7 separate regions of the Mus musculus genome follow, and all the other regions are linked to region 4. Evidence: chromatin contacts called from public HiChIP or PLAC-seq and promoter capture Hi-C data. All regions are on one chromosome and are shown on one strand. The core of a region is the stretch at or near the end of the contact, and the rest is flanking DNA. Distances in the headings are between cores, read along the strand shown. Region 1 overlaps R3hcc1l (R3H domain and coiled-coil containing 1 like). Region 2 has its middle 19 kb from the start of Loxl4. Region 3 overlaps R3hcc1l (R3H domain and coiled-coil containing 1 like). Region 4 holds the start of Got1 (glutamic-oxaloacetic transaminase 1, soluble). Region 5 holds the start of Pyroxd2 (pyridine nucleotide-disulphide oxidoreductase domain 2). Region 6 has its middle 9.7 kb from the start of Gm25216. Region 7 holds the start of Loxl4 (lysyl oxidase-like 4).

What was found. Promoter capture Hi-C pulls out the DNA fragments that hold promoters and counts their contacts. HiChIP or PLAC-seq counts read pairs in DNA pulled down with a chosen protein or histone mark. Capture Hi-C pulls out chosen DNA fragments and counts their contacts.
Region 1: a promoter capture Hi-C map of liver shows a contact between it and region 4, with 3 times the contacts expected there. The contact joins the enhancer-like site here to the promoter of Got1 in region 4. A contact is called at or near these places in 5 of 39 promoter capture datasets (the 3T3-L1 cell line, frontonasal cranial neural crest, hippocampal neurons and 1 more), 2 of 115 datasets of contacts at active chromatin or transcription factors (bone marrow-derived macrophages and hepatocytes) and 2 of 9 other capture datasets (embryonic stem cells and liver).
Region 2: a promoter capture Hi-C map of the 3T3-L1 cell line shows a contact between it and region 4, with 3 times the contacts expected there. The contact joins the enhancer-like site here to the promoter of Got1 in region 4. A contact is called at or near these places in 4 of 39 promoter capture datasets (the 3T3-L1 cell line, frontonasal cranial neural crest and hippocampal neurons), 1 of 115 datasets of contacts at active chromatin or transcription factors (bone marrow-derived dendritic cells) and 1 of 9 other capture datasets (liver).
Region 3: a promoter capture Hi-C map of neutrophils shows a contact between it and region 4, with 4 times the contacts expected there. The contact joins the enhancer-like site here to the promoter of Got1 in region 4. A contact is called at or near these places in 8 of 39 promoter capture datasets (the 3T3-L1 cell line, 3T3-L1-derived adipocytes, hematopoietic stem and progenitor cells and 4 more), 3 of 115 datasets of contacts at active chromatin or transcription factors (bone marrow-derived dendritic cells, large pre-B cells and microglia) and 1 of 9 other capture datasets (adipose tissue).
Region 5: a contact with region 4 is called in a FOXA1 HiChIP or PLAC-seq map of pancreatic cancer cells. The contact joins the promoter of Pyroxd2 here to the promoter of Got1 in region 4. A contact is called at or near these places in 2 of 39 promoter capture datasets (cranial neural crest and liver), 1 of 484 Hi-C or Micro-C datasets (Sertoli cells) and 7 of 115 datasets of contacts at active chromatin or transcription factors (astrocytes, cardiomyocytes, differentiating embryonic stem cells and 4 more).
Region 6: a FOXA1 HiChIP or PLAC-seq map of pancreatic cancer cells shows a contact between it and region 4. The contact joins the enhancer-like site here to the promoter of Got1 in region 4. A contact is called at or near these places in 1 of 39 promoter capture datasets (cranial neural crest), 1 of 484 Hi-C or Micro-C datasets (liver) and 1 of 115 datasets of contacts at active chromatin or transcription factors (pancreatic cancer cells).
Region 7: a contact with region 4 is called in a promoter capture Hi-C map of adipose tissue, with 4 times the contacts expected there. The contact joins the promoter of Loxl4 here to the promoter of Got1 in region 4. A contact is called at or near these places in 2 of 39 promoter capture datasets (the 3T3-L1 cell line and liver), 4 of 115 datasets of contacts at active chromatin or transcription factors (bone marrow-derived dendritic cells, embryonic stem cells, fibro-adipogenic progenitors and 1 more) and 3 of 9 other capture datasets (adipose tissue, embryonic stem cells and liver).

What each region holds. Positions count from the first base shown.
Region 1 is chr19:42,588,886-42,592,494 of GRCm38.p6, forward strand. It overlaps R3hcc1l (R3H domain and coiled-coil containing 1 like), which reads left to right. Exons shown (of 7, transcript NM_177464.4): 7 at 1,720-3,371. The coding sequence ends at 1,787. Loxl4 (lysyl oxidase-like 4) reads right to left here. Exons shown (of 15, transcript NM_053083.3): 15 at 3,394-3,609. Among named protein-coding and RNA genes, the nearest start is that of Loxl4, 22 kb to the right of the region's middle. Within about 2 kb of position 2,291, at least 11 of the 459 cell types and tissues checked have an H3K27ac peak or open chromatin away from gene starts, as enhancers often do. A contact at or near this core is called in liver, where this site is marked.
Region 2 is chr19:42,629,829-42,633,001 of GRCm38.p6, forward strand. No RefSeq gene overlaps it. Among named protein-coding and RNA genes, the nearest start is that of Loxl4, 19 kb to the left of the region's middle. Within about 2 kb of position 1,888, at least 90 of the 459 cell types and tissues checked have an H3K27ac peak or open chromatin away from gene starts, as enhancers often do.
Region 3 is chr19:42,537,822-42,541,354 of GRCm38.p6, forward strand. The region is part of intron 1 of R3hcc1l (R3H domain and coiled-coil containing 1 like); the gene reads left to right. Among named protein-coding and RNA genes, the nearest start is that of R3hcc1l, 21 kb to the left of the region's middle. Within about 2 kb of position 1,705, at least 37 of the 459 cell types and tissues checked have an H3K27ac peak or open chromatin away from gene starts, as enhancers often do. A contact at or near this core is called in adipose tissue, where this site is marked.
Region 4 is chr19:43,523,164-43,526,408 of GRCm38.p6, forward strand. It overlaps Got1 (glutamic-oxaloacetic transaminase 1, soluble), which reads right to left and starts at 1,442. Exons shown (of 9, transcript NM_010324.2): 1 at 1,175-1,442. The coding sequence starts at 1,292.
Region 5 is chr19:42,751,331-42,754,514 of GRCm38.p6, forward strand. Pyroxd2 (pyridine nucleotide-disulphide oxidoreductase domain 2) reads right to left here and starts at 1,445. Exons shown (of 16, transcript NM_029011.2): 1 at 1,007-1,445. The coding sequence starts at 1,133. It overlaps Gm19437 (a long non-coding RNA gene), which reads left to right. Exons shown (of 4, transcript XR_386719.3): 4 at 1-106.
Region 6 is chr19:42,688,613-42,691,800 of GRCm38.p6, forward strand. No RefSeq gene overlaps it. Among named protein-coding and RNA genes, the nearest start is that of Gm25216, 9.7 kb to the right of the region's middle. Within about 2 kb of position 1,354, at least 29 of the 459 cell types and tissues checked have an H3K27ac peak or open chromatin away from gene starts, as enhancers often do. A contact at or near this core is called in liver and pancreatic cancer cells, where this site is marked.
Region 7 is chr19:42,610,961-42,614,595 of GRCm38.p6, forward strand. It overlaps Loxl4 (lysyl oxidase-like 4), which reads right to left and starts at 1,846. Exons shown (of 15, transcript NM_053083.3): 1 at 1,758-1,846.

The DNA of each region.
Region 1 (3,609 bases), core at 1,041-3,540, 930 kb before region 4:
ATTAGCACTCATGTTCCTTGGGCAAAGTATGTAACAAGTCACATGAAGTGAACAGTAGAAGCCTCATGTCGGGTTAGGTTTGCTAACAAAAATGAATTTTGACACAAACTTTACAATAAAAACTATTTTCAGAACTTTTGATTTTGGACTTGTGAATTATAGGGCGGTCATATTTTTCTATTGTTTAGGGATAATTTTTCTGATTTGTTTCCTATCTTAATGAACAATTTGAGTTCTAGTAAATAATTTTCCTGATTCCTTTGTTTTTCCTTGGAATTCACAACCAGTTTTTTTCATCCATGGCTGCTTTGCATTTACGTCTTCCCTAACTCAGAACCATGCTACTTTCCTAGGAAGTCCTGGCAAAGTTTGGATAAGTTTATCCTTGGCATTGCTCATGGAGAACCTCAGCCAACCCAAGCCTGCCTGCTTTGCAGTTGAATTCTTTCTTGGGCGTAGTGTTAATCAGCCTTCAGTTTATAATTTGTTGATCCTCATTTTTTTGCCTTGTGTAATTTTGTTGCTATATTCAGATGATGCCACAAGATGGTGCCCAAATAGCAAGGAATTTCTCTCTCACATTCCCAGCCAACTTCCTTCCCCTTAACAGTACAGTCAAGTGTAGTTTAGAGATTTTTTTTTAAGTGATGTTCATGATTTGGAAGATAGGTTGAGATAGCAAGTGTTAAAACTCACCTTGATTTCTGTAATCTACCTGGTTCATGACTTGAAGACTCTTTTGTAGACATTGTCAGTCTGGAATAAGAACTCTTAAAAAGAATCATTTAAGGCTTATAATATGTATTTCTGGTATTAAGGTGAATGGCTGTCAGCTATAAAGTTAGAACTGGTATTGTGCATAAAAGAAACTATTTGGAGCACAAAGTTGTATATGTTATATTGGAGACACCTACCAGTACACCTAGGTGTACCTCAGAGCTCAGTTACCTAGACACTGTGAGCTCCTTTGCTAAAGTGGTCCTCCTGCATTAGTTTTTTAGGTAGCTGGGCTTACAAGCATGGTCTGCTGCTCTCAGCTAGTATATATGTACTGGCAAATGAAAATGAAAAATGAAGTTTCTATATTAAAAATAATTTAAGATGTATTATACAATTTATATTTTTTTGTCTTAAAAATTAATCACTCCTTTTCCTCCATTTTATCTGGTGATTATTTTTTCTTTCTGGAATAGTCTCTAGAACAGTGGTTTTCAAGCTATGGGTTGATCCTTTTCACAGGGGTCACCCAAGACCATTGGAAAACACGGGTATTTGCATTGCAATTTATAACAGTAGCGAAATTATAGTTATGAAGTAGCACACATATAATTTTATGGTTGGGGTCACCACAACATGATGAACTGTATCAAAGGGTCGCAACGTAGGAAGGTTGAGAACCGCTGCTCTAGAACACTTTTGGTTTGGTTTGTGTTTAACGTGTGGAGCCCTGAGTTTCATCCTAAGCATGACAGAAAAGAAAAGGAGGAAAGGTAGAGAGAGAAAGGGGAAAAAAAAAGAAAGAAAACAAAACCAAGAGTAGTATCAATTCTTTAAAGCACTTGGAAAGCTAAAAAAATGTTAACCTCTGGGATCAGGTGAAAGGTGATCAGGGAATCCCCCTGTCTCGTGAATAATCTTTGTCTTGTAATTTGATTAAAGGAGACTTAGTGGCTGTGTGAAATCTATAATCATATGATTAACATTGGCCTTTATTTACAGAGAGAAAACGGTTGGAAGCCAAGCAACGGGAAGACATCTGGGAAGGCAGAGACCAGTCTGTGGTTTGAATATCAGTTCCTGAAAGGAATGAATCCATGATTGGGAAGTGGTTGATATTCTTGAGACAAGAGGATCTTTCCAGAGCTGTGCACATGCAGATGAGCATGTTAAAGAAAACATGAACAAAACAGACGACTTGGAGAACGAGGGTCCAGTCCTCACTCTTGAATTCAGACCTGTCCACTGTGACAGAGACGTTAAAAGGAACTGTCATGTGGGAAGGAAAATGGAAGTGGCTTCTAAGCGTCCTGGGTGGAGCAGGTCATCTTCATGTGGGTCAGGCCTCCAGGAAGTCTGAAGCAAATGTAAAGCAAAACAGGATTCAAGCCTGCAGTGATAGGAGTCGGAGGTCCGTGGCAGGGCAGGGCGCTCCTTAGTACTTCTCAGAGTTGAGAACTGCAGGATGAGGGGCAGCAGTAAGACAGGGAGAGGAAACAGCTCACAGACAGGAGTGCCTGGTGCACTCAGCCCGTACAGAGACTACACTGCTGGCCCAGAACTCCAGAGCCCCTGAACCGCAGCGCATCGTGGGTGTTTGTTCCTGAGTGTGTACTAAGCTTGGGGCCTGGTACTTGGGCCTGCACAGCAGCCGGGTCTGCTACCTTCCTTCCTCACAAGGACCAGCCCTAGGGAACTGAGTGCCGCTCCAGTTTAATCAGTGATATCTTGTGAGAGGGAAAAATTAAAGGCTATTTTATAACATAAATCATTATGGTGTTTATAAATCTTAACCCCCATCCAAAAGCCAACATCAGAAGAAGAAAACAGAAAAACCTGTAAATGAGTTCTCTAGTCTTCAAGTCTCTGATGGTGTGCCTGGTTTAGACAGGTACTAACTTTTATCAGCCCAGTGAGTATAGTGCTCTCTGTCTTCTCTGCCCTAGAGTAGATCCCTAAGTGCCGTCGTGGCAGTTCTGTGTGGCAGCTTCTCTTGCCCTCGTCTCCTCATGCATCTTCCCTCCAACCTCTTGCGTTGTTTTTCCATAGCCGTCAAATCTGACACCCTGCAGGAAACGTCTGGCTCCCAGTGTGTTCTTGGTACGATCTTAGCCTGTGCCAGAGGGGCTTGGCAAGCAGGCCCAGACCATGCAGTACAGTGATGGGCCGAGCCGCCGGACAGCTTAGAGCCACCAGCTCAGCCTTTTCTGTCTCACAGCGGCCTTCTTGGTGGTTTTGGAAAGTCGTTCTGTGCTGAGGAGACGGTAGTGCTGGTCTCTAAGGTGCTGAAGTGGCAGGAACCGGTGTCACATTGTGTTTTCAACTGGGGCAGAAGTTGCTTTTATTCCCGTGACAATGATGGATTATTAGCTTTGTCTAGAACGTGGTAGAATGGGGCTCTTCAAATATCCCTCGATGACCCTGGCCTTGGCTCTGAGTCCTGACCTGCCCCTCTTGCTAGTCCCGGCTGGAGCTCTGTCACAGTTCTTCAGCATTGTTTCTTCACTCCAGGCTTGCCTTTCCAGAGGCTCTGTACAGTGCCACCTTCCATATGTGGGAAAGCATTGTTTTCTTGGTCCTCTGTTTCTGCTCAAGTCTTCAGCTGTGTTCACTCTGCTCGCTCTGCTCTGTTTGAGCAGTGAATACAATGAAAGAAAATACCAAGGACTCCAGTACTGCCTTTTATTATTTTTATGTTATTTATTATTAATATAATAATATAAATATAATATTTATTTTTATATATTACATGTTACCTTATTAATTTTTCTGTTATTAATTTTATGTATGTCTGAATTCCTGGTAACTGTGGAGGCCATAAGTGTGTGTAGATCTCCCGGGACTAGAATTACAGTTGGTTCTGAGCCACCACATGGATGTTGGGAATTGTAC
Region 2 (3,173 bases), core at 638-3,137, 890 kb before region 4:
ATGTTTTCTGGGAGATCTTTGTAGTCTGGGACAGTGGAGGGTGAGTCCAAACCCGGGGGAATGAGGAATCAGAGGCACTAGAGAGACCTTAGGGACATGCCCACATTTCTAGCCTCTTTTGCCAGATAGACGCTAGAAGGATGTCGAGAGCTACTTGCCGGACTGGATCTTCCTGGTCGGAGAATACTCTGCACACGCCTGAGAACTTCATTCAAAGCAAAGCATTTTCAAACCAGTATGCGTATCTTCACCTCTGTGTTTCTGGAGGATGTCATGTCCTTGGGATAGACTGGAAGTGACCACACCTGAATCCTAAGCCTTTATTTAGAGCTTAATTCTGATGCTCAGAGGCTCGCTATGCAACAATTGAAGTACCGCAAATTGTGGCCTCGCTGAACCTGCAGGGCTCATTCTGAGCAGAAGCTTGAGGGCCAGAGAAGCAGAGAAACCTGCCCACAGGCACACTGCAGTCCTGACTGGGACAACGGCTGTGAACCAGTTGAAATTCCTCCCACCATGAGCAGGGGTTCACCAGACTCACAATCACTTCAAATACCCCTCCTGCCCCCACCACAAGGTCTCTGTGTAGCCTTGGTTGTCCTGGAACTCACTCTGTAGTGAGTTCCATGCTGGCCTCAAATTCACAGAGATCCACCTGCCTCTGCCTCCCAAGCACTAGGATTAAAGCCACCTAGCTTCTTCAACTCATCTTTAGTCCTGGGTTTTATCTCAGTTCATTAAGTTCTGGCCCCTGCCTTGGCAGGGGAGATGACCTGACTTTCAGGTGAAGGTCAAAAAGAAAAGATGCCCATTCTTAGTGTGCAAACTGGCAAAAACTAGTTTGGGAAGACAATTTAATTATATTTTTTTACAAAGTTAAATATACATATTGCATATAGTCCAACTCACTCCTGGGTGTTTCCCTAAGGGAATAAAAATAGATTTACATAAAAATGTATACCTGAATGCTTTTTTAGCAGCTGGATTCAAAAATCAACAAACAAAAATCCTCAAAACATCCCAAATGTTTTTCAGTAGATAAGTAAAACTGTGGGACATGGTGGCCCCTGCTCAGCCACACAAGGATCAAACGCGATGGCCGGTGACCCTCAGAGGCACCTTGTGGCCACAGGAACTAGCCTCAGCACTAAAGACCTCTTGGCTGCATTTCTAGAACATTTTAGAAGAGGCAAAGCCACAGTGGAGAGAACACGTTAGCAGTGGTCAGGGGTTCTGGATGTGACTGCTAAGGTAGCAGGAGGTTTGGCTAGTAACCTGACTGAAATGGACTGTGTGTGAATCTGCCTAACATAGCAGGCCTTCAAGCTGCTACAAATGAACCATCAGTAAGCCACTCCCCACCCCAGTCAGCCCCCCAGCCCCCTGCACACACACACCCAAAGATACAGTTATCCCAAGGCAACCAACATAACAGCAGGGCTTGACATGTCGCTCAGTAATAGAGCACTTTCCTGACATGCTTCAGACCCTGGGTTTGATAGCCAGCACTCCCAGGTCAGCAATAGCAACACCCTCAGCCAGCTGTATGCTCCAAATAAGATAAAAAGCATGAAGGAAAAGACACGTGGTTGCTAGCATGTACCAGACCTAACAGCGCCAGGAAGGGAAGCATCCCAGGGAGGGGGCTGGTGCTGCAGACCCCACTTTCTGCCGTGCCTTGGCCTCAGAACGGACTTCCCTCTTGACCACCCCCTTCTCCCACCCAGTCTGAAGGAGCACCAGTTCCTAGGCTTTCCCTGGAGTGCCCAGAAGCTGGTCAGGAGGCATCAAGACCCTCTGCGGTCTGGATTCTGGGGAGCAGCTGGCTGGCTCTAGGGACAGAGGTGTGAATCACACTTGAGTGTTACTTGGAGCTCCGCCCACTCCCTGGGATTCCAGAGAAAGGAAAACCACCCTCTGCTTCCACCCCAGTCATCTATCAAAGAGCAGTCTCGCTCCACCCTTTTTACTAGGAAAGACTCCGGAAGCGGAATTAGCTGGAGTCAGCTAAACTAGCCAGGAATTTAGGAAAGCATGCATGAATGACGCAAGGATGCCGGGAAGAGGGACCCCAGGGTAGCAAGCTCCCAGCTGAAGCTGATGCTGGCAGAGTCTCTGCGCCTGTCTGAGGCTATGTAATGACTCCGGGGACACAAGGTTGCATCAGGAAGGAAGAGGGGGAAGAACTCGGTGGTGGCTCTAGCCATTTGTAGCTGGGGGCTGGGGGGGCGGGGTGTACATTCTTGGAATACATTCTTATGGCTTGAAGTGATGGGCTAGGTGTTGGGCAGAGCTGGGCCATCCCAGGTGGCTCTGGGGCCACCAGTGTCAGCAACCAGTACTTTTCCCCGGATTACTCACCCGGCTTCAAAACAACCGCACCCACTTGCTTCGGAGGCTGTCCTGCATTTTTCACCTTTGGGCTATCATGCCAAGAAGAAATATCAGCCCAGGAGGAAGCTTTTGGCCAAGTTCAAAGGGAAGGGCTTTGGGGAATGGAAAGTCCTTTGAAACCTGCCTCAGAGGGTGATGGCCTGACCCAGATTTTCCCTTTTCAAAAATATGCTCAGAGCTCAAAGGCCCGAGTGTCATGTAGACATGGGTGTGACAGAGTTCAAGGAAAACAGAAAACAGGAACACAGCTGCAATTTCACTCAGAGAAACCTCAAACCTGTGTGCAGCCAGCCTCCAGAGCTTTTAGCCTGTTCGGGCACGGTTCTGTGGGGACTCCGGGGACACTAGTAGGGGTTGAGCCTGGAGCACATCCTGTGTCCCTGGCTGCATATTTGGGGCCAATTCCTGTCCCAATAGGAGGACCCTCTACTTCATCCCTCCTGCCTGGCTATCTTAGTTTCCTGAAACCCAGTAGGTGACCCAGCCATCACCCAGTAGGGATCCCCCCACCTGGTGGTGTTTCTGAAGCCTGGCACTTCAAAGACTCCACCCTCCGCAGAGAAGGTGGGCCAGGGTTACATTTCGTGCAAGCATGTCTCCTGTTCTACAGTTTCCAGTCATCTCCATGACAGACAAAAAACTTGTCTATCCTCCTTCCAGCAGGGCAAGAGGGTTTGACCCAGAAAGGATAATCTTGGGTCTCGTCCAAGTTTGATGCCTACCTTTCCCCTGGAGAAAGACTTGGAGGCAGTCTTTTTGGAGATTCCAGTCTAGCTGGG
Region 3 (3,533 bases), core at 455-2,954, 990 kb before region 4:
TTTGTTTCTGACCAGAATGTGTGTCATTCATGGAAGTCAGAGGGACACATTGTACCTATCATATCCTTGTCCATTTTGGGTGATTTATAGGACTTCTTGCTCTCTATTCTACAGTTTCTGCTTGTTTTCTCTTCAATTTTCTCAATCTAACTAGGACAAATAGAGTGGAGGTTGTCCGGGCTTTATCTGATTTTTATTTCCTAAGATAGTTAATGACCAGTGCACATCTTGCATGGGAAGTGCAGTAGTCACCAGTCACCTGCTCAGCCTAACCTATGACCCACCCTCTTGTGCGGATGTCCTGAGAAGCAGAGCAGAGGGAACACAGTATTTGTGACGAGGTTCCAGCCTCGTATTGCTATTCATATTTATGTGGCCATGGCCATTAAAACCTTGGATCTGAGCTGAAGATGGTAGTGTGTGCCTTTAGTTCTACTCATGAAACAGGGGCAGAGGCAGGCGGATCTCTGAGTTTGAGACCAACTGATATGTAGATAGTGAGTTCCAGACTAGCCAGAGCTATATAGTGAGACCTTGTCTCAAAAAAACAAAACAGAACAAAATCTTTGGAACTTCAGTATCTTTATTTGAAAAATTAGGATGTTTATTTTTAACCTATTTGATCCTTTTTAGTTGTGTAAGATTTTGTGGAAATTCTTTAATATTTATGTGAAAGGCAGTACTATTCTTAAGTTAGAACATTATAGCAAAGGCACACATTTTAAATATAGTATGTTATCTTGCTAAAAACATCTGTTGATAATTAAGGCCTAAGCACTAAAGACAGAAAGACACTCTAGCGAGACATCTTTTTACTCCACAAAAAGATAAATTGTCTGAGCAGAGGTTCAAGGTGGCCATGGTTCAGTCAACATTGAAAGACTAGGAGGAGCCAGGCCATCCTGAGTGGGGAACAGGGGCAGTTGATAGTACATCATTTAGAGGAAATCATTTGGGAAAGAGTAAAAGGAGAAAGAGAGTTTGTGAGTTCTAGATTTTTTTTTTTAAGATTTTATTTTATTATTATATCTAAGCGCACTGTAGCTGTCTTCAGACGTACCCGAAGAGGGCATCAGATCTCATTACGGATGGTTGTGAGCCACCATGTGGTTGCTGGGATTTGAACTCAGGACCTTCAAAAGAGCAATCAGTGCTCTTAACTGCTGAGCCATCTCTCCAGCCCGAGTTCTAGGATTTCATATCACAAAGCTGATGTCACATTCTATTTTTTCTAGCCATAAAAGTGGGAATAATTTTGAGATGAATCAGTTATGTGACTCTTAAGTTGCTGGAGGGCTAAGGGTAGCATGGAAAGATCAAAGGTAGGCGTGGAATCCAGTCAATCAGATGGGTGTTTAGGAAGCAGCAAAACATGGGTACAGAAATGTGCTTGTGAAAGCAGGCAAGGGTTAGGATTTAGCAATTTGATAGACAAGTAAGGGAATAGAGGCTGTTAAAGCAGACTAGGTACATACAATGCTTTAAAATTCTGTATAGGACAGGATTTTAATCTGCCCTGATTTTAATAAGTTTTCTTGATGATGGTCTACTGTTAGATTCAAGGCTCCACACATTTGGGGTTATTGATGGTACCACTGACAAACTCTAGGTGGTTTGGTGGTTTGATGGTTCTAATAGCTTCACACTCCATTGGAAACACATATTCACAGATATGCTCACCACTGCTGCGAGTTCATTTCCCAGGAATGAACTGGCTAGTAAAAATTTGGCAGGCAAGCCAGCTTTTCAAGTACTGCTAGGAATAGAGCCCAGCTGTTTCCTTTGGGCTTTGAGCTGTTGGAATTCATTGTTAGCAGCTAGAAAGAATCAAACTGTAACATTTTTTTAGCCTAGTTCATGACAGGAGGTGTTAAGATTTCTGTTCTAGAGGTTTATACTGCAAGTAACTTAACCTGATTGTGTGTCTTAATATTACTGGGCTTCTGACCGCTGAAATATGGCTTGGATCGATGGTGGTTTGGAGAAAGTAGAAAGAGGGCTATCCATCATTCAGAGGCTCCATAGAAGCTGGCTGATAATGCTGCTTTCACCAAGCAGCCATCTGTCCATCCATCCATCAGTAGGATGAAATGAGATTTAGCGGAACAGGCAGCCGTAACTCTGAGACACTTTCTAACCAACAATTGTAGCTCTGGCCTGAGTCTGACCACAAAGCACAGCACTGGGGTTTGGCGGGATGTAGCTGTAAGGGCAGTCTACTTCCCGTCACTGCCAGCCTAGAACAGAGTCAGTTTGAGGCCCTTGCTCAACCTTCCTTCCCATACAGAATTTGGCTAAATTTGAGATGATGAGACTGTTGTTCTCTTAGCTCCAGACAATGTTGCAGTTAAGTGAATGTTTTTCATGGAGAATATTTTTGCTTAACACTATAGGAACTTTTTCTGTGTTCATCACAGTAATGAGGGATGAGATTAAATTAAATTTAAATAATTTAATAATTTTATTTCATGAAAGTTTTTTTATTATTAAATTAAAATTTTACCCAGATTCTTAAGTAGTAAAAATTGAATTTTTTCTCCCTATATTAGTGGTTCTTAAATGAAAGGAAGAAAATATGGACAGGGAAATGGGTAACATTATTAGCAAGAGACTGGATGATACCTAAAATGGGTAATGAGGTTTTGATAACTGAAATCCAACTATGTCTTCCTCGTTACTGTGTTTCCCGTGTGCCATGCCTTCTGAGAGAGCCTCCTGATGAGTGTATGGTATTTTGTGTGCTTGTTGCCAGCCTGGTAATGCTCCTAGTCATGGCCAGCTTCCTTGGCCATATTATTGCAGTGGTCACTCAGACCTCAGCTCCTGCGCTTTGTTCTGAAGCCTTGATTTTCACTTCAGATTGAGGGAGGGGTTGAGGGAACCTAATGTACCGGAGATGCCTAGGAAATGAGAGCCTTGGATGAATTCCTGGGCTTATTGATCCACCGGCAGTTTATGCATCCTGACATTCATACTCTCAGTAGGCTGCTGATGTCCCTGATTAATGGGCCCAGGGGCTGTCCATCCGTCACTTCACATTAATTACTGAAGAGGTGTTTTTCCAGTGATTTACCTGACAGTGGGCTGTGATAAATACCCCTAAGCAGAGTGGGCAGTGATTAATCACAGGACCACACCCCTCCCCCCACTCTCTTTCCCCTAACCACAGGCCAGCACTGGGACCTGACCAAAGAGTGCCCCCTCCCCATGAGCTATCTATCTCCATAGTTGCTTGGGGATGCATATTTATTGGGCATGAGACCTGGCAGATAGCATTTTAGAATTTGTGCCAAAGATGATGAAAAATAAATCTTATTGGTAGGAAGAGCATGTTTTTACATGGGGTAGCTAAGTGTATGTGAGCTGCTTGCACGTTACCTTAAAATTCTGAGGGAGCGTTAGCTGCCTACTATGCATGTACATACATACATACATACATACATACATACATACATAGATACATAGGGATAGTTGTTTTACAGGCTCCAAAAAGGGCAAAGGGCTAGGTGGTTAGATGGCTCCTTAGGTAAAGC
Region 4 (3,245 bases), core at 192-2,691:
AGCGAGCGAGCGAGAGAGAGAGAGAGAGAGAGACAGAGAGACAGAGAGACAGAGACACTAGGGCTATATTTGCACATCCTCTCTAAGAACCTAGATGAAAGAGAGCGAGAGAGAGAGAGAGAGACAGAGACAGAGAGACAGAGACACTAGGGCTATATTTGCACATCCTCTCTAAGAACCTAGATGAAAGAGAGCGAGCGAGCGAGCGAGCGAGAGAGAGAGAGACAGAGACAGAGAGACAGAGACACTAGGGCTATATTTGCACATCCTCTCTAAGAACCTAGATGAAAGAGAGCCAGCGAGCGAGAGAGAGACAGAGACAGAGAGACAGAGACACTAGGGCTATATTTGCACATCCTCTCTAAGAACCTAGATTCTGAATCCCCTTAACGTCACCCTCTGCTTCAAAACAACTCCATTTCTTCTTTCTAACCTTCTAGCGCTTTCAGTTCCGGTTGGTTCCCTGCTGAGAGCATCAGTCTGCTCACTCTTCTCTCCTCGGCTGGCCTCTGCACGTGGCCAAATGCACACCAAGCTCTGTAGAGCTTCAAACATCCAAACAGTGATGACGAAGTCGCCGGAGGCTCGAGTTAAAGGGCTTTAGAAACTACAACACAAACGACCTTGGCAGAAGGCTAACTTGGTTCAAGGCAAATGATCAAGAAATGAAGACCCAGATGTGTGTGGCCTGAGATGCATGGGCTTCGCCTCATCTGCTCCACTCTGAGAATAAACCAAACCTACATCTTCCCCATGTGGGTTAACAGGCTTCCTAAGTGGCGTCTGCTACTCGCTCAACCCGGACTACAGCTCCATTAGGCTAACAGCTCTTTCATTCCCAGTTCCAGTTGACCACGAGACGCTAAAGCTACCATACTTCTCTCTCCTTACCATCCCCATCGTTGCTTTAGAACAAGTACTATAAAGAACACTGGGTGGAGAAACAAAAACAACATTTGTGTCCCAGATGTTACACCTGTTCTGCGTGACCTTGAACACCCCCTCTTTCCAAGGACTCTGTATCGCCATCTGCAAAATGGGTAGGTTGGTGATGTCCTCGTGGTCCCAACCTTCTCTCCTCGGGCTCCTCTCAGGGAGACACAAACTAAATCTCAGCTCCTCCTACGCCCACCTCCCCCCAGGCTGCTCGCATTCCAAGGCACTGCATCCTTACCTCCCACGCCGAGGTTAACCTTGCGGGGATCTGGATCATCCCGGAAGTCCGCAGTGAGCTTAAAGACCAGAACCGGAGGAGCTTGCGGAACCTGGGCAAAGACTGATGGAGGCGCCATCGCGACAGAATGTGCCGAGACCTCGAGAACGAGCCGGGAGCAGCTCTGTGCGGTGCGGGGTCCGGTGACTGGAGGAGACTCTCACCTTCGCCGGCGGGCGGGGCAGCCCGCGGCTTCCAATGGTCGAGCCGCGTCCGGAGCTTGGCAACGCGCTTAACCAATCACAACCTTCCGACTAAGAAGGGTTAGGCGGGGCAAGCCTCTACTAGCCAATTCGAGAAGAGGATCTTATCGGAGGCTTGTATGATGCAACCAATGCAATGTACACCGGAGGAGGTGTGGGCAGAGGCTAGGATGATTGGCGTAGCGTGTTCCAATCGCTGAGGCTTTTATTCCTTGGGGTGATGAGGATGGTGCGGGTGGCGGGAGTCCCCAGAGGACAACCTCCTGACCTTCTGGGGCCTGGAGACCTGGGGCGGTGGCCCGCCCGTGGGGAAAGCAGAGAACAGGTCTTTCTGTACCCGCTGAGCAGGTGACTGTCGCCGCCAGGCTCCGGCGGTGCGCACGTTCCTGCGTTGGCCAGGCCCGGCTGACAGCCAAGTGTCTGGCACAGGACTCTAGTGGTCCGCTTGGACACACTGTACCCAATCGTGGGTGACCTTGACTGTCTCCACTCAGTGCTTCCCCAGAAAGAAACCTGGATGTGTTGTCTTCCTTGATCGCTGGCAGGGGAGACCCTGCAGAAAGTAAGGGATGAGCACATACTAGCTTGAGAATTTTAACACCAACCCCCAGCCCCGGTAGATAACCGGGGCCGGGAAAGCCTAGCCCTAAAGGACCTTGAAGGATCTAGCGAAGCCTCTCTCTGCAGCATTCCTCCCACGCGTGCTGTCATCATCGATTGGCACACACCCAAACTGCTGCTTCTTTCTGTCAGGTCAGGCTGCTCCTTCCCCTGAGAGTCTATTTCTGTCCAGATCCTTTCTCCACCTGTTGACCTTGAAGATTTCACATCTGTCAGCCATCCATAAAACCTCTTAACACGCTGTTTGGTTAGACATCTCTCTTTCCTGTACTTGGGCGTTTTGTTGTCGACGTTACAAGTTTAGAAAGCCTCCTGATGAGTAGGAACCTAACTCTGGAGCCAGGCAAGTTAGGTTTAGATGCCGGCTGACTCTGACCTACTTGGGCAGGCCTGTTCCTGCTCTGTAAGATGGAGATAATAGTGTTTTCCTCCAGGTTGTTGTGGGGATTAGGTGAGTTAAGACACATAAAGTGTTTAGTTGCATACAGTAAGTGCTCTCTAAATACTAGCTTTGTTATGGCGCAGGGTCCACACCCCCTCCTAGATGGCATGATGCTTTGCCTGGGATCTGGCAAACCTCCCTCCGTTTCTTCCACTACATATTCACCCAATGCTGGAAGGCGCCAATTCCTTGGTATTTTGCGAGAAAACAGCATCATGGCTTCCTTTGGGTAACATGATAAATCTTCACGAGTTTTCGGTTCAGAGGATAAACAAAAGCCATCGAACTTTGAGCACTACTTGCTAAGCTTTTCTGTCTTTTTCTTTCCAGAAACATCGCCTTGTTTTTGTTTTGTTTTGTTTTTTTAAGGAAACTGCCCAAAGCATTTCATTAATGTTTTCCCCTAAGAGTCACAAGCTAATACGGAAGGTCCATCGGCTGTGCACTTTGAGTACGTCCAAAAATCACAGCCGAAGGGCAACTGGGGAGGGGTGTTCTGCAACCTAGCCTTCCTAGAATTTAATTTAGAAGTGTCGTCTTCACAACGTTAGGCAACAATGTCATGGTCACTCCCTGCGTCATTCCCAGGGAGAAAAGCAACCCTAGGTTACCTAAACACTGTTGGTTTGGCTAAGAACAAATAAATATTTCTCTGTGTGTGTGTGCATGTGCTCGCCTGTGTTCCTGTTCAGTTAGAGTTACGTACACAGCAGCACATATGTGCAGGGGTAAATATGTACATGTCTGCAACTGGGTGTAGGGACCA
Region 5 (3,184 bases), core at 195-2,694, 770 kb before region 4:
CCAGCAGGAGCCCACTGAGCCTGGGCCCTTCTGCCATCGTCTTCACACAGTGGAGTGTTGAGTGGATGTTTTCAATGGGAAAAGAAAAAAAAAACCAACTTGGTATTTAAATCAAGAGTTGCATATATTTGATTTGTAAAAACTGTGTGAGACATATCTTTATTTTAGTATCGATAATAAAAAAAACCAAGTCTGTGTATAATAAACACTCACTCATGCGTGCACAAATTGGAGAGGGTGGTTCTCAGTAGACACAAGAAGAAGCCAAACCAGGCCAGCATTTATTTAAAGCTGTGTGATGCGTCTCACAAAAAAATGTGAACCTGCTATCATCTATGTAAAAGCCCAGCTGGGAATAAAAGCCTTCAGGTCCCAAAAGTGTGACCCGGAAGGCCCTGGTGTGGAGTGCAGCCTGGCCCTAGGCTATGCCTTAACCTAGTACTTGAGGCTGAGAGTCAGCAAGATGTTGCAGGACCACCACTGTAGCAGGTATCTATGTCTGAGGGAAGCCATGGGAGATGACACCCTTTGTGGATGCATTAGGGTGTCTGGGAACCCCTCAACCACCTTTTCTCTTTATGAAACAACTCTGGCTTCCTTTTCCAATGGATGATCGCAGAAGTGAGATTGGCTCTCATTTGTCTACAGTCCGGAGGTCTTTGCTTCCTGCATAAGGTCCCGGGAGGAACTCACTCATTTTGCGGGAGATACAGGGAAACTCCTGCGTTTATTTAGTCACTCATTATCATTCTAGAGAGAAAGGTTTAAACCCAGAAGGCAAGAGCCGTTCTAGTCCACACAGCACACCAGGGTGGAATTAGAACCCAGGGATCCTGATTCCCAGGCCAGGGAGGACTTCCATCCCAGGTCCTGCTCACTGGAACTCCCGGCCAGGTCGTGCCCATAGGAGAGGCAGCAGCAAGGCTCCTTGGAGGCCCCTCCAAGGCCGGTGGGCAGAACGCTGCCTTCCTTCCCTGAGCTCTGGCTCTGCCCTCTTTGGTTTTACCTGCTCCTATCACCACGGCATCGTACTCGGGCTTCAGGCGCCCGTTGGCTCCCGACTGAGCTCGTTTCCAAGTAGGGCAGGGAGAGGAGTGCAAGGCCCTGATGAGACCTCGGCCGCCGGCAGCCATTTCTGCCCCCAGCAATTTGCTTGCACAGTCAGCTTTCCAGAGGCCCAGGCAAGGGGAGGGGCTGGGAGTTACAGTTCAGTGTCAGCCTTGGCCTTGGGCCACCGTTTCCCAGGGTCCGAGCTTCTGCGGCTCTGAGTTTGCGCAAGCCAGCCTAGAGGAGGGGGCATGTAGGCTAAGAACTGGCAGAGTCTGAGTAGCTTCGAGGAGTCAAGCGAGTAGGTGGCAGAGTCTGAGTAGCCTCCAGGAGTCAAGCGAGTAGGGACCAAAGAGAGAACAATTTAACTAGGTTCTCCCAGGCCCGGTAGTGGGCTAAGGGAGAAGAGGAGCCAACGCAGAGGCCCCGCCTTCCTCTTGCCTCCCTTTTCTGTACCGGCAGAAGCCTGGGGGCGGGGCCGAGATCCTAAGCTGTGGGATGGGCGCTGTCAACTCAGACTTTACTCCTGCTTGTCTGGTAGTCAGGGACCTTGCAAGGTGACCACTGCTCCTTGTTGCGGGATCCTCCCCAGTCATCTTTCAGTGCCTTTGGACGACAGAAAAGGCCACCCACGTCTCCAAGAGCTGTGTGTGTGTTCTCTCACGCACACTCCAGTGAGGCTAGTCTTGCTGGGAGGAAGGATATGGACAGTTTGGGCACCTTTCCAGTTTTCCAAAGTTTCTCAAAGATTTGGGCTCACACCTGTAGATTACCTCAACTAGTATGAGTCCATACATACAATCCCTGTGCCCTATCTTGAACAGAGAGGACCGGTCCACTCCTCAGGAGTCACTCCTCTACAGGAGAAAGGCATTGGAAGTGGCGAGCTGCAATCATGAAACGGGCAGCCTTGTGTGGCAGTTTGGACAAGAGAAAGACAGATGGGGGCGGAGCCGTAGCTAGGTCATAACTTTGGCCAGCTTCCAAGATGGCTGGCTTCCTCCTTACCCTCCTGACCTGGGACAAAAGCCTGACGAGGTTTTTCTTGGCTAGTAGCGCTGTTTTTTTAAAAACTGGGTATGCTGCAGCAGAGGGGTGCTTTAGCAGGCCCATGCTGAGGCGTTCCTCTGAGGTGTCAGCCATAGGACAGGCCTAGTATAGAAGGAAGTTTATCTGAGACCCGGGAAGGGGGTGTGGGGAAAGGAGTAGAGGAAGAGAAAGAAAGGGGACAGAGAAGGACAGAAAGAGAGAGGAGCAAGAAGGGCAGTGGCCAGCAAGAACACGTGGAGAGGAAAAAGATGGGGTGGGGAGGGGAGGGGAGGAGAGATAGAGGGAGGGAGAGAACAAGGGGAGGGGGATGAGAACGGGGAGGGGGAGAGGGAAAGAGAAAAGAGGAAGAGGAGGAGGAGGAGGAAGGGAGGGGGAGGGAGGGAAGGAGGGAGGGAGGAGGCAGAGAAGCAGAAGCAGCAGCCCAAACAGTCCTTATGTGCCTGGCTCCTGGCTCACACCTAGCCCTTGCTAGGTAACTGTTAGGAGAAGCCTACAGGAAATGCTAACAAGTAGACTTGCCTGCCCAGGGACCAGATGACAAGTTCAAGGCCAGCCCAGGCCTTGCTTACCCCACTCTTAAAAGCCCTGGCCCTTTGGGTTCCAGGGCACCTCCTTTGCTGTGCAGACGGCCTTTTCTCTGTGTGTACCCTGCTGGGGTGTATTTCTTCACCCCTAATAAAAGCCTCTCCAGTGTTTCTGTCTGCTGCTGGTTGCTATGTTTGAGAATTTATTTCTCTGGCTCTCAAGATTTTTTTCCTTCCCTTTGAAGTCTTTAACTGCCAGAGAAAATGAACTGGATCAAGACCCCCTAGACGGTAATAGGAACCTGTGTCAGAAATGATTCAAACCCAGAAGGCATGGCAAAGATGGCTGAGTAAGAGGGCCTCTGAGAATCCCTCGACCCTCAGCATGGGCAGCACTCCGCACACGAGGAAGGTTTACACTGTCCAAGAATCTCTCCTAAAACCCCGAGTCCAAAGCCTCTACCTCCACACTCATGCAATCAATTAGAAATCGATGTATTTAATAAACAGCTGCATCTGCACTCAGTAAGCAGACACCTGTTCTGTCTTTGTTCACTCAGCAG
Region 6 (3,188 bases), core at 104-2,603, 830 kb before region 4:
CCTATCAAACATCTCTCAGGGAGTGACAGGGGCCGGCAGTCATCTCTGGGGTCTTGCCCAGTGCTCTAGTCTGGACCTTTAGCTTCCTGGGGTTTCTAACTGTGCATTTTGAGCATTCTGACACCCCCATGTGCCATAGTATGCTGGCATATGTGACTCTAAAGCCACAGGGCTTGCCAGGGCCATATGCAGCTTTTCTTTATTACATGGGCAAGGTCTGAGGTGTGGCCTGGTTGAAAACAGCCGTTCTGAAGTTTTGACACTAATTTCTGAAAGCCTGAAATGCCTGATACCCACAGGCTAGCATGTGACTGTGATACATGCTGAGTGTCTCTAACCCCAAACTTCTAAATAATCCAGTTCTGGAACTTTTTGAGGTCCTATATGACACACAAACGTAAAATTCCACACCTGACCTCATTTACCGTGTTGAAGTCAACAACACAGGCTCATTTAAAATACTACATAAAATTACTTGCAAATTGTGTTCATAACATGTATAGGAAACACAAATTTGATGTTTAGATTTGGGGTACACCCCCAAGCTATCCCACCACATATATGCAAAGATTCCAAAAGCTGTCCAAGAAAAAAAATTCAGAAATCTGGTTCCAAACTTTTCAGATTAGAGGTGCTCACACTGAACCCATTTGCTTTCTAGATGATTTTGGCTTTCTAGACACACGTGACCAGAGGGGCATTGTATGTTGTCCATCAGGAAATACACAAAGGCGCGGTGTCACCTGCCCGCACACACAGTTCCAGAAAACCACACTCGAGGGGGTGCGGAAATCAATACGGAAAATGAGACACTCAAGTTACCGCAAAGGGCTATTTTTGCTTATTCCAAATTGCTCTGTTTCTGTAAGTAGCTATTTTCAGTCAGCCGCTTCCCTGGCTATGTATAGGGACGGCACTGCAATTTAAACACAAGTGGTAAGTGAAAAGAAATCTGCAAATAGGCTCGCACCCCAGGGATAAATCTGGGGCAATTGAAAATGTGGTGGAGGTTGGTTCTTTCCCCAAATTCGGAGCCACTTCAAATTCCACTCACAGATTGGAACTCATCAAGAAATAAATATCCATGTAAGCTGGTGGGACACTTTCTAGTAAGTGTTCAGGGTTTAAAAATAGGGATTTCAAAGGCAGTGTCTCCTGAGTGTCTGGGGGCTACTCCCTGGGCTGTCCTGCCCTGCCAGCCAGGGACATGTTTAGACAGCAGGTGAGGGGAAGCTGGGTCTATTTTTAAAGGTTTCTGGTTTTCTGATCGTTGCCAGGGAACCTGGGGACACAAGGAGTGTGACTTGGAAGGTGGCCTCACACATTGGGTCAGTGAATCATCTGTCAATTATTTACTGGTCCCACTGCTCAAATAGAGCGGATCTGCCTACGGGAGTTGGGTGTCCTTTGCCAGCACATTGGTTTCTCTGCCTTTTCTTTGCACTTTGGCCAGGGCATTTCCTGTTTTCCGTAATGTCTCACAGTTCACATTCCCTCCTAAAGTCTTCTAAGAGTCCAGATTGGGCTAACCCACCACCCTGTTAGTATGGATGGCCCATAGAAATCTTGGAAGCCCTTAATGGTGGATGCCTCTTGGGGAAGGGGTGAAGAGAGGCCCCAAAGCTTTTACTGCCCTTGTTTCTGTGTGGGTTGAGTTTGGTACATTGAGCTGGTATGTCTTTCATAATTTTCAAAGCTTCTCAAATGTTCAATTTGCTTCCTATGTGCCAAGAACTCTTCCTCATGCATCAGAGTCCTGGGTAGTAACCATTGCATTTGTCACCCACAGCCTTGAGAAGAAGTGGTCACCACAGGTGGAGGTCATTGGAACACTCAGGGGCAGGGCTCTGGAAGGCACAGCTGCCTGAAGATTGGCTGGCAGGTTGTCACTCAATGGCAGTGACAAATGTCATTGCAGGTATCTAGGTTTGCGCTGGGTGCCCTTTGCTTGGAAATGTCACAGGGATTTAGGTTTCCACTGTTCTGTGACTCTGTGTGCTGCCTCAGTGTCTCTTTAGCCCTGGCCTTGAGGGGTGTTCTCCATAAAGCCTCACCAATTTCTGCTTTCTTTTCTTTTCTTTTCTTTTCTTTTCTTTTCTTTTCTTTTCTTTTTTCTTTTCTTTTCCCTTTCCCTTTCCCCCTTTCCCTTTCCCCTTTCCCTTTCCCTTTCCCCCTTTCCCTTTCCCCCTTTCCCTTTCCCCCTTTCCCTTTCTCCCTTCTTTCCCTTTCTCCCTTCTTTCCCTTTCTCCCTTCTTTCCCTTTCTCCCTTCTTTCCCTTTCTCCCTTCTTTCCCTTTCTCCCTTCTTTCCCTTTCTCCCTTTTCCCTTTCCCTTTTTCCCTTTCCCTTTTTCCCTTTCCCTTTTTCCCTTTTTCCCTTTCCCTTTTTCTCTTTCCCTTTTTCCCTTTCCCTCTTCCCTTTCCCTCTTCTCTTTCCCTCTTTCCTTTCCCTTTCCTTTCCTCCTCCTCCTCCTCCTCCTCCTCCTCCTCCTCCCCCTCCTCCTCCTCCTCTTCCTCCTCCTCCTCCTCCTCCTCCTCCTCCTCCTCCTCCTCCTCCTCCTTCTTCTCTCTCTCTCTCTCATCTTTAATTTTTATCAGGCAAATTCACCACTCAGTCCTGTATGAATCTCCTAGTTTCCCATGTCCAAAAGCTGTGGACAGATGCAAGTTCTGTAAAAGAGGTTTTTAGAAAATTGTTGGATCTACGTGAACTCCATATCACAAGTAAGGGGAGGAAGTGATGCCAGGGAAGGGGACCAAGGAGGACAGAGTAGACTGACCTTGGGGCTTTGGCCCTAGAGATGCAGTTTCACCCCAGCTCGAGGGCACTCTTTCCCCTGGTGGCTTGCTTTATAGCCTTGGGAGTAGTGTCACCTCTTGTCGCTCATTGTTTGACTTCTGGGAGAGAAGTCATACCAATACAGCTGTCCAGGAGGATGACATATCCTTCTAGCTGTTATGAGCCCCAACGAGGGATAAATAGAGAGATATCAGTCTGATTGGACAGGAGCTTTATGGAGCCTACCTAGGTCCCTGCACTCTCCGAGACATTTACAAATTGGTTGGACCGTGTTTTTATTTTTTCCACTACCTCAAGGCCATACCATTTTTCTTTTTAATATACAGACCATGCCTCAAATGAAGTAAGTGCCAATAAATATTTGTTGAATTGATTTTCCTGTTCAGAGACA
Region 7 (3,635 bases), core at 596-3,095, 910 kb before region 4:
CTGACACACAGAGACTAGGCCAACTCTTCCCATTGGCTCTGCTGCACTTTCTCCCAGATGACAACCCCGACTGGTGTCACTCCACACTCAGGGTCCTGGGGGATCCAAGATGATTGTCACCAGAGTGTTCTCTTTCCATGTCCCCTTTCTCCTCTGTGCTCTTCTGAGGGGGTGGGGAGTGGGTCACTAGGTCTGAGCTGAGAGATGACCCTATACTGCTCCTGCTATGGGTCAGGGAACTACCATCAGTGACCATGTCAAGAGTCCAGGTTTCCTCTCTTGGCCTCTCAATTTGCACACATGTGAAATGGCCCTAGGGTGTTAACATGCTGTTGGGGGTCTCTGATAGGCTAGGCTGTTCTGCTTTGTGACTGTGGCTCAAGTTCCCACTGTTGGAGGTCTCCTCAGAAGCCACAGGCCTTCAGGCTCCTTGCCTAGAGGCAGGGGTGGGCTTCTGCTGCAAGACCTGTGCCTGTAAGCTAGGGCAGTGCCCTTCCTTTCAAGCCACCAGGATGCAGGCCCTGGAGAGCCTCCATACTTCCTGCCCACTCCAGGTTCCCAGAACTGTTACTCACACCAAGCTCGTCTCCTCATTGTCATTCCCAAGACAGAGCCTTCATCTCCCAGGGCCCATTGTTAAACTCCTACACACATGTCAACACCCAGCTCAAATGCTGCTCCCTCCAGAAAGGCCTCCCAGTATCCTACCTTCCTATTTGTTCCCACTGGACTGAGTACAGGAGGACTGGGCTGAGAACTGGGTCTTGGAGAAAGAAGGTGCCCTTTCTCTTCCCCAGGGAGAAGGGAATGGGTGAGGGGGCCACAGGATAAGAATGCCTCTAGGACCCTGTTTGAATAGGCCTCTCCATTTCACAGATGGAAAGGTCGGGGCCCCAGGAAATGAAATAGCTGGACTGGCCAGAATTCAAACAGGCCACCTGGCTACAGTCTGGGCTCTCATTGATTGATCGATGTTGGATGAGGGAGAGAGAGGGAGGGTGAATGGAACTCTACCTTGTCACTGGCTATATGACTCAGGCTGAAGTGCAAGGGCACTGGAGTGAAGTCTGAAGACACAGGCACCTGCCCTGGCCAGGAGGGAAGGCTGCGAGAGGATGATTGCCCAGGATTCCTAGAGGTTTGGGGGGGGGGGGCGGCTATCCTGAGAGGCTAGCTGTGGGTCACTCCTAGTCCTTTTTCTGTGACTCTCTGGGCCTTGGTCTAGGCCCTGTACCCTTATGGCATCGTTCCTGTGGTTAGAGCAGAGCCTACAAATAGGCTCCCACCTATATAGGGCTGGGGAAGGTGGGGTTTGAAGCCCTCTGCCTCCAAACCCTCTTTCACATCATCTCCAGCAGTCAGCTCTATGTAGAGGGGAGCCCAGCTCTGCTCCAGCTCTTAGTGCCCCGAGTCACAGGAGAGACATCTAGTTCTATTTTACTCCGTCCCCAGCATTCTTTCAGGGTGAGAAATGGTTACACACAGTGTGTTCACACACAGTGTATTCACAAACCTAACACCCAGACTCCTGCTTGCCAGAGCTCTCTCCACTCATGTAGCCTTGAACCAACTCCCCTAACATGATGGGCACTTGTCCAGTGGGGAAGCAGGTTGTGACCCACCCACTGGGCTGACTTATCCATGGGATCCCCCCATTCCTCTGAGCTTCTAGAGGCCTGCCCACCCGCGAGAAACAGAAGAAAGGACAAGACAGACAGCAAGAGGCAGACAGGAGATCGCAACAGGCAGGAGCTCACCGGCAGGATCTGGAGGTCGGGGCTGGGCTGGGCGCCACGGCAGAGCAGCGCTAACGGGCCTCCCGGGGCGCCCTGGGGGCTTTTTATCCGCCAGCCTCCCGCCCCAAGTCCGGGCCTTCCCCGGGGGAGGTCGCAGGCCCCGCCCCGGGCGCGCCTGTGTGCACGGGCAGCCCCGCCCGGCCGGCCACCAGCCAGGCGCGCAGCTCGGGACTGGGCCAAGTTGGGAAGTCCCAGGCGCTGCGGGGAGCGTGGGGGGTGACGGAGTCCCGGAGACGCATGGCGGGGGACAGCGTCGGGTGGCAAGGATCCGGTCTGCGAGTGCCTCTGCAGGCACGGTTTTCTCCTCTGTCTAATGGGCGATCGGAGCTGTGTCCCATTAACCTTATAGAACTGAGCGCCCCACAGTCTTAGGTCTGGATCCCGTGGGCTGCTTCTGCAGGGCAATGCAGGCGTTCTTTTGGGGTGAGGGCCCCGTTCAGTGGTTGGGTGATGCAGCTTAAGTAACAGTCTCTCTGTGACCTGGTCCCCAAGGTTTACTGAAGGCGGCTTGAGAGCAAAGCTCTGCTCATTATGAAGTTCAGTCCCAGGAGACAGGATTTGCTTCCCAGAGTCATAAACCTCGCAGCAGAGAACTTAAGACTTCCGGTACTTAGCCAGGATGTCCCTGGTCCTTGCCAGGTTCAGGGGATGAGGGCAGTGGAGGACAGAGGGGAATGAGAGGCTGTGGAACACAACAAATGAAGGAAGGCCTGCGGAGGGGAGTCCCCCAGCTGAAGAAGCAACCAGGCTCCAGGCCTCGGGCTTCCAGTCTTCAGCTCCTTCAGAACCTCACGTGTGAAATGAGCAGACTGTTTCCAGTATCCTCTCTAGTCTCAGAGCAGTGAGCGGCGCGTCCCCCACCTTGCCTCAGATTGACAGCTAACGGTTTCTTCATTCAGGACCCTCTGTTGATTTTTCTCCTATGTGCTAGAAAAAGGGCTAAAGTGCTAGACGCTGGCAGGGGGGTACCCAAGTCTGAAGAGGGAAGATGTGCAAATAAAGGTGACCTCAAGGCAGAGGTAATGAGGGCCAAGATGGCATGTGACAGCCAGGTCACCTTGACCATGTTGCCAGAGACCTGGGTCCACCCCTAGCTGCTCATGTCTAAGATGTCCCCCCAGTGGCCCTGCCCCACCCGACCTGGGCCCAAAACATTCCCTAGGATGAATCAACAGGAAAGAATGCTCCCAGCCTCAGGTCAGTGGCAGAGGCAGAAACCCGGCTCCTCCCCTAGGGACAATGAGGCAGCTGTGGACCAGGATACCAGGTATGCACGGGGCCTCCACCCTCTGCCCAGCCACCTCTAATGCAGAGCCAGGAGCAACATGGGAGGCTCCGCCTGCTGCCAGTCACCCACCAGGCCTGGCTGCCCAGAGCTAAAAATACCTTGGAACCCAATGAATGAATTGATGTTGGCCGGAAGTCCTTACCTTGCAAGACTGGCCAGAGGCAACGGTGGACAGCAGGTGAGGGTCTTCCTTGAAAAGTGAGGGTATTAGGCCTAAGCTTAATTCCAGTGGGATTTCCCCTTGTTCTTAAGTGCTAATTTGTGAGGGTCAAAGGGAGAACTCAGTTCATCTTCACTGCCTGAGACAGGATTTAACTAGGTCTGCAGCTTCCTCCTGCCTGACTCCCTGGCCTCACAGGACCTCAGCCCAAGGTCTGTGACCCTCTACCATACGCTTCATGGGCAAGACAGTGTCTGCCTTGCCCTGGCAGCTCTTTGACTTTGTTTATCCTGAGTATATTACAAGTCCTACAGCAGTACTCAGTAACTACTCACATTTGGAATATATGGTCTAGAAGTCACAGGTCCCCAGACTGGTCCCAGGAAGACAC